3 separate regions of the Mus musculus genome follow, and regions 1 and 2 are each linked to region 3. Evidence: chromatin contacts called from public HiChIP or PLAC-seq data. All regions are on one chromosome and are shown on one strand. The core of a region is the stretch at or near the end of the contact, and the rest is flanking DNA. Distances in the headings are between cores, read along the strand shown.

Region 1 (2,771 bases), core at 119-2,618, 640 kb after region 3:
GACATAAGCATGCAAGACCATTTTTTTTTTCCTGATCTGAATTGCAAGTCCAGCCCAAGAAACTTACACATTTGCATGAAATACTCTTAACAAGTGCTTCCCAGGTGAGAAGTTTTAAATGAATGTTTTTGTTTTGTTTTGGCCAGAGGAGACAGAAAAATGGCTGCAGCTGGTCAAGGGTTATATTTCTTACAGCCAGGAGATTCCAATCTGTTTCTTTACCTCCATGGGATCAATAAACAGCCAGGCTGATATACATCAAACTGCTTTGGTCTTGCCAGTATATACTCTCATGCACATGAACACACACACATACACACACACACTCAGGATTTCTTGGCTCCCCTCAAGGTAGAGCCATTCCAAATCCTGACATCACTGAAATATGTACAGGAACGGAAGCAATAAAGAGAGGAACACAAGAGAGAGAGAGGGAAACTCTGCCTGCTCTGGATGTGCCCTCGAGACAGTTGTTCCTACAGTGCAGGCTTTGTTCTTGTGCAATCGAAACACAGACCAAATTCAACTCTGTCAGCAAAGATACTGGCATAGTCACCCCAGATGGGACTGGTAAGAAAAACGACCTGTGTGAGATCTGAGGGAGCAGGCAATCACGGTTAGTCATAAACCCCCTCCAAGGGCCCAAGATCTGCAGAACACAAGGATTGAAGCGGCTTGAATGCTGTAATCTCCATTTATAGACTTCCCCAGGCCTCCACCCAGGCCTCACAGCTATGCCTGTCCCTATACCTCAGCCAAAGCTTCAGCACTTGGTCACAAAGAGGAAGGCACAGCATGGGATGACGCAGGATCCCAGAGCTTCTTCTTGGAAGTAGGATTCTGGGAAATGCCTTGTCTACTTCCAGGAAGAGCTTCATTGACCACATGTTCTTCTCGGCTGTAGGATAAGAAGCTTGGGTGAGAAGGTAAGGCGGGACAATTCTGCCATCTCTCCAACTCTCATTAGTTTATTTTTTTTCTCTTCAGACTTCGTGGAAAAGAGAATTAAGAATAGTAAAATTGAATATCCCTAATCTGAAGTCCGAACAACACCCAAATCTAAAACTTTCTGAGCACTCAAACTATCACACTGTGTATTCAATGATTCTAAGTCTTAATTTTTCCCCCCTCAGCTCTGAAGCTCCAAGCATTTCAGATAAGGCATCCTCACGCTGCTTCCAATGGAGGGTGTTTGTTGATTTGCTGTGAGATGTGGGTGTTACTGATGTTGGCAAGGGAAACGCTTGGTAGAAAGAGGAACTTTGGCTCAGTTCTTCAGGACCTCGTGCACTTAGGAGGACACAGAAAAAATGAATGGCTTTTCCCCACATCACACATGGGGAAGTCCTATAGCTCAGGAAGGAAGGAAAAGATCTCCAAGGAGGGAGGTACTTCTCAGAACTACTTCCTCAAAAAGAGTCCACCCCTCATGAGCGCTAAAGGACAAGTTAGGATGACAACCTAGTACGCACTTGGCAATAGATTTGGTTCCTTGGGCAGACAATAGTGTCCTGGGTTTGAAAGCAGGTTCTGAACACCTCACAGCCTGAGTGGACCTCTCCCTGAATCTGTAACTTGAGAATAGTATGCAGTGTAGGAAAACCACCACAAGACACACAGCGCTCACAGTAATGCCCCTTCCAATAAAGCGTGTCCTCTACTGGTTTGCAGACAGAGCTAGATTCTAAGCTGGCTACAACAGACAGATATTTAAAAACAATCCCAAAGGGTGAAGGTTGGAGTGGTTCTGTTTGCCACTTGCCCAGCTTGGCATTTTAGAAGAAAAAGCAAGCCAGCTCTCCAGGGCCTGGCATTAAGGAAAGGAAAAAATCTTGCTGGTTTCCTTTTGTGTCCTCGGTCTTTGAGGGGGACTTAAGGAGTCCCTCAACCAGTAAAGGGGAAGAGAGAAAGAAAGCCTGGTGCAGCATCCTGCCCAGCTGGCCTGCTGGCAGCACACAGACAACACTGCTGGGGTCCTTGTTAAAGTTCCAGCCCATCTCACATACATTGCCTTTTACCCTCTTAGCCTCACACTGCTGCCATTCTGGTCCCCCAAAGTCAGGTCTCCAGACTGTTTTAAGCTCCAGAACAGCAGATATAGTGAGATATAGATCAGGGCCATCAGAGAATTGGGCTGGCTAGGAAAGTGCTTGTGTTTGCAACATCCATGAGTTGTCAGAGTTAGCAAGCCAAACTATGAAATGTCAAATTAAATTTGAATTTTACATATACTTCTTTCTCCTAGAGTACAACTATGTCCCAGGGGTTATGTGGAGCATTATTATATTAATATTTTTGTTTTGTGTTTTGAGACAGGGTTTTGCTATGTAGCAAGGCTGCCCTTTCCAATGTGTACCCCACCCCCAACCCTTCTGCCCTGCCTCCCGAGTACTGGATGACATGTAGTGTGCTTTGTGATTCTGGCTCTACGCTATTTCAGCTGCTCTGAAATTCAGAAGTATGTCTGCATCCTGTATTTGTGTCTCAATTCTTTCATTTGGGCTTTTTCTTGGTTTATTTCTTGTGGCAGGGTCTCAGACTGTAGCCCGAGCTGGCCTGGAACTCATTATGCGATTCAGAATGACCTCATACTTCCAGCAATCCCTACCATCCCAAACACTAAGACACTGTACTGCAAGTTACTACCATTCTTTAAAAATAATTGTGTGTGTGTGTGTGTGTGTGTTCATTGTAAATATGTAAATCTGTGGTGGGGCTATACAAGCACATGCTTGCACATGCCTGTAGAGGCCAGAGATCACCAGTGTCTT
Region 2 (2,700 bases), core at 197-2,696, 600 kb after region 3:
TAATACAAGTAACATTATATGGACTGAGCCTACTGTAATCACAACAACTGAAGGAAAAAGATCAAAGGACATGAATTTGAGAGAGCGAGCACATAATGGTGATGGTAGTGGTAGTGGTGGTTACCTGGGAAGAATTGGAGGGAGGAAAGGGGAAATGATGTAATATTTTAATTTCAAAAAAATTAAAATGAAATAAATAAAACTTCGGAGTCAGGTTGGTCCCTGCTACCTTCCCCCACCTTTCCCCCCTAAAGCAGGTCAGCTGACCCAGGGAATATTTCCTATTCTTCCTGTGAAAGTTGTCACAAGAACCTCCTGGGAGAGGTGACCTTCTTATCCTCCAAGAAAATAACACCTGTACCTTCAAAGATATAGAAACGTGAATACCTTGGACACATGGGTCTTGCTAACCACCCACCTAGGGTATTACCACTAGGCCATACATTTTATCCTCTGACATATCTCCATGACTCTCCGCTCCAAACAAGCCTGCCATTAAAAGAAAAAAAATTCAGGTTTAACCAATTCTTTGAGTCCCTGTTTCCTTAGGGAAGCTCCTATGACATATTAAACTTCTAAATATATGCTTCCTGGTCTTTTGTTAATCTGTCTTTCATTACAGGGGCCTCAACCATGAGTCCAATCTACAAGAAAATACACTTTCTTTCTCTATAAAGCAGGGAGGTTGGCATGAAGCTCGGTGAGATGGCAGTCGCCTAGCATGTGCAAGGCCCTGAGTTTAATCTCTAGCACTGAAAAGAAATGCAATGACACTGTAGTGTGTTAAAAGTTGACAGCGGTGAGATTCTTGAGGACACTCCTGAGAGTGTCCCCTTTCAATGACTCTTCTGGGCCAGCCTGAAAAGTGTGGGTGATAACCGGTCCATGACCTGGACTTCTGGTGTCTTCCCACCACAGTTAAGGCAGGGTGCCCCAGAAAGTGAAGATCCATGCAATGGTGAGCTGGTGATGCTTGATGCGGTAAGCACAGGCTTAGCTCAAGCCCTAAACCTGAGCCGCCTGCAGCCACAGGCAGCTGCTGCTAAGGAAAAATCCATTTAATGACTTCACAAGATGATCCTCGTTTGTCTTCCTCACTAGGCCACCTGACCCATTAGCCTCTGCATGGCTCTAGAGGTGCTGCTGTTATTTGCTGGTTTGCAATATCAAATGGATGTACAGGCATATGTGCACAAAATATAAATGGCTTCTCCTGGTGAAGTGGGTGAAGCAAGCTCTTCCACTGAATGCAGTTACTCCTGTCAGTGGATCTTTGATTTACTAAGATATAGAGGGTCCAGGGAAGGAAAGATGAGCCTTGGAAGGTGTACGGAAATGTGTACCATGAATTAGTTCTTAAAAAGAAAAAGGCTGTGTACTTAGAGGTAGTGGATTCTTTGTTTAGATTTCCTCCTGCTTGAGCTGCAGATGTTCAGTGTGATTCGTCAGAGGCTCAATTCTGCTTGGGCTGTGGACATGCTGAGAAATTACCCAATGATCCCAGAGGAAGACAAGCCTATCCTTTCTCTGAATTTTCAGAAATCCAATACTTGTCTTCACTGAGACAAGACAACTGTAATATCTTGTCATGGTGGCCCCATGTCAGGAGCTTCCAGCCCAGGGCTCAGGATCAATAGACGCTATGCCAATGACCTTGTCTACAAATTGATCCTGGCCTTGTCTCCTGTGGAGCCTTCGGGAGCATCACAGAGCCACATAAAGCGACACCACATGTACACACTGTAAACCTTCCAAGTGTAAACAGAAGAAGGAATTGCCTTTTAATGGAATAATAAGAACTTTGAAAACATCTTATAAACTATAAATGAAACAGGCCAATGGCAATTGTTAGCCATTTTTGTTATTAGCATCCATTTTAATGTTTTGATTGGGTCTAGAGAGATGGCTCTGTGGTTCAGAATGCTTGTTGCTTTTTCAGAGGACCTGGGTTTGATTCCCAGCACCTATATGATGGCTCATAGCCATTCATAATTCCAGTTTCAGTGCCTTGATGACCTCTTCTGACCTCTAGGGTCTCCAGGCATACGCATAGCACACAGACATACACACAGTCAAAACATACATAAAGAAAATGAAAGAAATTATGAGTCCTTAATGGTGGTGACCACCTCTAATCCATGGTGAGGAGGCAAAGGCCAGTGCAACACCAGAAGTTCAAGTTCAGCCTGAGTGACACAGTAAGGACCAGGTCAGCTAGGACAATGCAGAGAGATCCTTTCTCAAATAGATGGAAAAACATTTCTGATTGTTACAATTGATTATCATCAACGTAGAAACAGGGAGACTTCACCAGAGAAAGCTGCAAACTGAGTTCATTTTAGAACCATCTTTTTAAAACAGTGTATTTAGGGGCTGGAGGGATGGCTCAGTGGTTAGGAGTGCTTGTGGCACTTGCAACGAGTTGGGTTTGATTCCAGCACACTGATGGTGGGTCATAACCATCTGTAGCTCCAGATTCAAAGGACCCAACACCCTTTTGTGACTTCCTTTAGTACTAGTCACTCATGTGGTACACATACATACATGTAGGCAAATCATTCAAACACATAAAATAAATAAGTCTAATATTTATAAATGCTATACTTGAGATTTTTGATGCAGGGGAAAACTCCAAAGACTAGCGTGGTGGGGAGTACTTATAGTCCCAATTCTTGGGAGGCAGAGGTAAGAGGACCAGTG
Region 3 (2,733 bases), core at 53-2,552:
GTGTCCCCAGGATCTTTATCCTTTGCTCAGGCAGATTATACCACCAAGTTCCTTTCTGAGTGCTCTTTTCGTGAATCTTTTGGTAAATTTGCACAATGGGTCAGTCTTCTCCTATGTTCCTTCTTTGCACTGGGGCCTGGCAGCCCGAGGGGAAAAATAGTCTTTCACACAGGGAACTGGCATACGTTTAAATCAAGCAAGCCTAGTGGGATGGTAATGACATTCCCACCATCTGAGTTTCTGCCTTCAGGATATGTGAAGCTAGAAAACAATGTCATTCATTCAACATTTATAGAGAACACACAGTGTACAGGGGCGCTGTGCAAGTCTTGGAGGGCAGGCAAAAGTGCAAACCCTAACCCGCTCTTGAGGATTCCTGCCAAGAAGAGCATGACAACTGCAACACGGACCTTACACTCCTGGAAGGAATTCTTGGGTGAATAAAGTCTGCTTATTTAAAGTAAGCATGGAAAACTATACCAACAGCTCGATGTACCTTTCAGGAATAGGACAGATAAGTGGGATTTAGTCATAATCTCTAAGGTGTTAGAGCGCTCGGTGATGAAGGTGTTCTCAGCTTGCTTTGAGTTACTTGTGTATCGGGACAGTTGGCAGAATCCTAACAAAGAGAGGGCCAATACTTCTATATGGAGGTGGCTAACTTTGAGGGAAAGTGGCTTCCAAGGAGAACAAAAAGGTAACATTTTCATCTGGAGCGATCCCAACCACCACTGAGGCATCCTAATACCCTGGGTAAAACCTCTGTGCCCAGGCTCAACCTTAGACAGCGCCGGGTTGAGCAGTGCATCTCAGCATCCTGGAGTCCACTGCACGCACCGAGTTCCCCCCCGCACCCCGGTCGCCTGCCTGGCGCCTTCAAGGTCGCCATGGCAACCATGGGGTACCAAGACCAGTCCCTGAACGTCCAGCCTAGAAATTCAAACTGGCAGCAGTGGCACGAGCGAGTCGCCTCAGCTCCTCCCCCGAGGGAATAGCGCGATCCTCGGCCGTGGGCACCACTTGTGCAGCATCAGTGGCAGAGCGCTCCTCCGGCTCCAGATCGGCCGGGATCCGGAGCTCGAGCGCGCCACGCCGCCTCTCATCTGGTTTCTCCGCCGGGCCAGTCGCTTCTTCGGGCCAGACAGGCCGCCCATCCTTTCACCGCTTTACGGATTTCCGGGGGCGACGAATTTTGCCTCGGTCCCTACGAGCATCTCTCCGCTTCGCTCCCCCGCCCCTCGCGACTCCCCCCACTCCTGGGCGCGCGCGCGCACACTCACTCACACTCTCAGGCGCGCGTGCGCACGCCCGCGCGCCCCGAGCCGCGGAGTCTCCAGCGCCCCTGAGCAGATCCCACTCTCCCGGGCGCTGCTACTCACACAGGCTTCCAGCCGCCACGGGGCGTCCTCTGTCTGCGGCAGCAGCGGCGGCGCGAGCGGAGGCTGCAGTCTAGCCGGGTCTGGCTGCTCGGCGCCCTGGACAGAGTCCGGCAGAAGCGCGATCGGGAGGAGACGCCGAGGCAAGGAGGAGCCGCGCCGCGCCCGGCGCTCGCTTGCCTCGAATCCCCGCACCGCGGCCCCAGGTAAGCGGCTCCGCGGCCCGCAGCATCCCCGGGGCGTAGGGACTCGCCGCCCATGGGGGGTTCCCGGTCCCGCCCCCGTCGTGGCCGGGGAACAAGGCACCGAGGGGAGTGGGCGAGGGGGGAGGGGAGCGGAGCTGGAGGTGAGGCTGGAAGGCAGCGGTGTGGGGGAGCCCCCTGCGCCCTTCCCCGACGCTCCTCGGGCTCCCGCACTTTTATGAGCCGGGGGTGCTCAGCGCCCCACACAGATGTACTCCGCTCTTTTTTATCGCTGGCCGGCTAGAGTCCGCTCGGGCTCCGCGCCTACCACGCACCAACCGCCTCCCCTGCACCTTGGACAGCGCACCCCGCCGCTCGCCTCCCGGGGACCGCACCCGGGACCCTGTCCTGCCCGCGCAGCCCTCCGGTTGTTCCGTTCTTCCCATAGTGTCCTCCTCCTGTCTTGCATAGCATCTCCCTGCCTTGGCGTTCTCTACTCTGGCGCGGGCCAGAAACTTTCCTCTCTGCCCGATCTGCGCGAGGTACTATTGTTGTTATTTGTGTCTTTCCTTCTCGCTGGGAACTGGACACAAGGACAGGTCTTCCTCTGCGGGCGATCGCCTGCCTTTCCCAGTCCAAGACCGCACTGGGCAGCCGGACTTGGACACCCGGCCGGCGCCTCGGCAGCTGGACGCCCGCGGGTTCCCCGCCTCTCTGGACACGTGCACTCCTCCCACGGACGCGGCCCCTCCCGGACCACCCTATGTCCTACCCCTGCATGGCCACGGCCACCCCATAGGTTGGACACCCGGGATCGCGGGCTCTGATTGGTTGATCTCATAACCCCGCCTCCTTGGAGGGGGTGGTTCTGGAGTGTTGTGGTTGTCATCCCGCAGCGAGCACATGGGGGAAGTGGGGTCGACAGGTGGGGAAACCCAGCTCTATGGCATACACATCCCAGTGTATGTAATCCGGCTAGTATCATTCCTTCAAATTGCACATTGTGCTTTACTCCCCCTTCCGCAGTCTTCCACTGTTATAACATTTTAAAAAATTTAAATTTTGTTGAGATTATGTTTGTTCAGTGGTAGTGGTTTTTAAAAGTAGCTTTAGGAGAATGCAGGAAACGAATGCACGAGAGGAGATTCATGGCAAACTGGGCTGCATGTTTGAGT

What was found. HiChIP or PLAC-seq counts read pairs in DNA pulled down with a chosen protein or histone mark.
Region 1: a contact with region 3 is called in an H3K4me3 HiChIP or PLAC-seq map of bone marrow-derived macrophages, with 5 times the contacts expected there. The contact joins the enhancer-like site here to the promoter of Enox1 in region 3. A contact is called at or near these places in 17 of 39 promoter capture datasets (the HPC-7 cell line, HPC-7-derived erythroid cells, cranial neural crest and 11 more), 3 of 15 datasets of contacts at CTCF or cohesin (the NIH/3T3 cell line, large pre-B cells and pro-B cells), 5 of 484 Hi-C or Micro-C datasets (B cells, bone marrow-derived macrophages, embryonic stem cells and 2 more) and 17 of 115 datasets of contacts at active chromatin or transcription factors (the NIH/3T3 cell line, astrocytes, bone marrow-derived macrophages and 11 more).
Region 2: a contact with region 3 is called in an H3K27ac HiChIP or PLAC-seq map of SST interneurons, with 4 times the contacts expected there. The contact joins the enhancer-like site here to the promoter of Enox1 in region 3. A contact is called at or near these places in 16 of 39 promoter capture datasets (the C10 cell line, cranial neural crest, embryonic stem cells and 10 more), 1 of 15 datasets of contacts at CTCF or cohesin (pro-B cells), 2 of 484 Hi-C or Micro-C datasets (bone marrow-derived macrophages and embryonic stem cells), 17 of 115 datasets of contacts at active chromatin or transcription factors (the NIH/3T3 cell line, SST interneurons, bone marrow-derived macrophages and 9 more) and 3 of 9 other capture datasets (embryonic stem cells, liver and macrophages).

The regions. Positions count from the first base shown.
Region 1 is chr14:77,794,128-77,796,898 of GRCm38.p6, forward strand. It overlaps Gm1587 (predicted gene 1587), which reads right to left. Exons shown (of 3, transcript NR_157389.1): 3 at 1-898. Among named protein-coding and RNA genes, the nearest start is that of Gm1587, 3.5 kb to the right of the region's middle. Within about 2 kb of position 1,369, at least 41 of the 459 cell types and tissues checked have an H3K27ac peak or open chromatin away from gene starts, as enhancers often do. A contact at or near this core is called in bone marrow-derived macrophages, where this site is marked.
Region 2 is chr14:77,758,430-77,761,129 of GRCm38.p6, forward strand. No RefSeq gene overlaps it. Among named protein-coding and RNA genes, the nearest start is that of Gm30467, 21 kb to the right of the region's middle. Within about 2 kb of position 1,447, at least 1 of the 459 cell types and tissues checked has an H3K27ac peak or open chromatin away from gene starts, as enhancers often do. A contact at or near this core is called in SST interneurons, where this site is marked.
Region 3 is chr14:77,155,461-77,158,193 of GRCm38.p6, forward strand. It overlaps Enox1 (ecto-NOX disulfide-thiol exchanger 1), which reads left to right and starts at 1,303. Exons shown (of 19, transcript NM_172813.3): 1 at 1,303-1,582.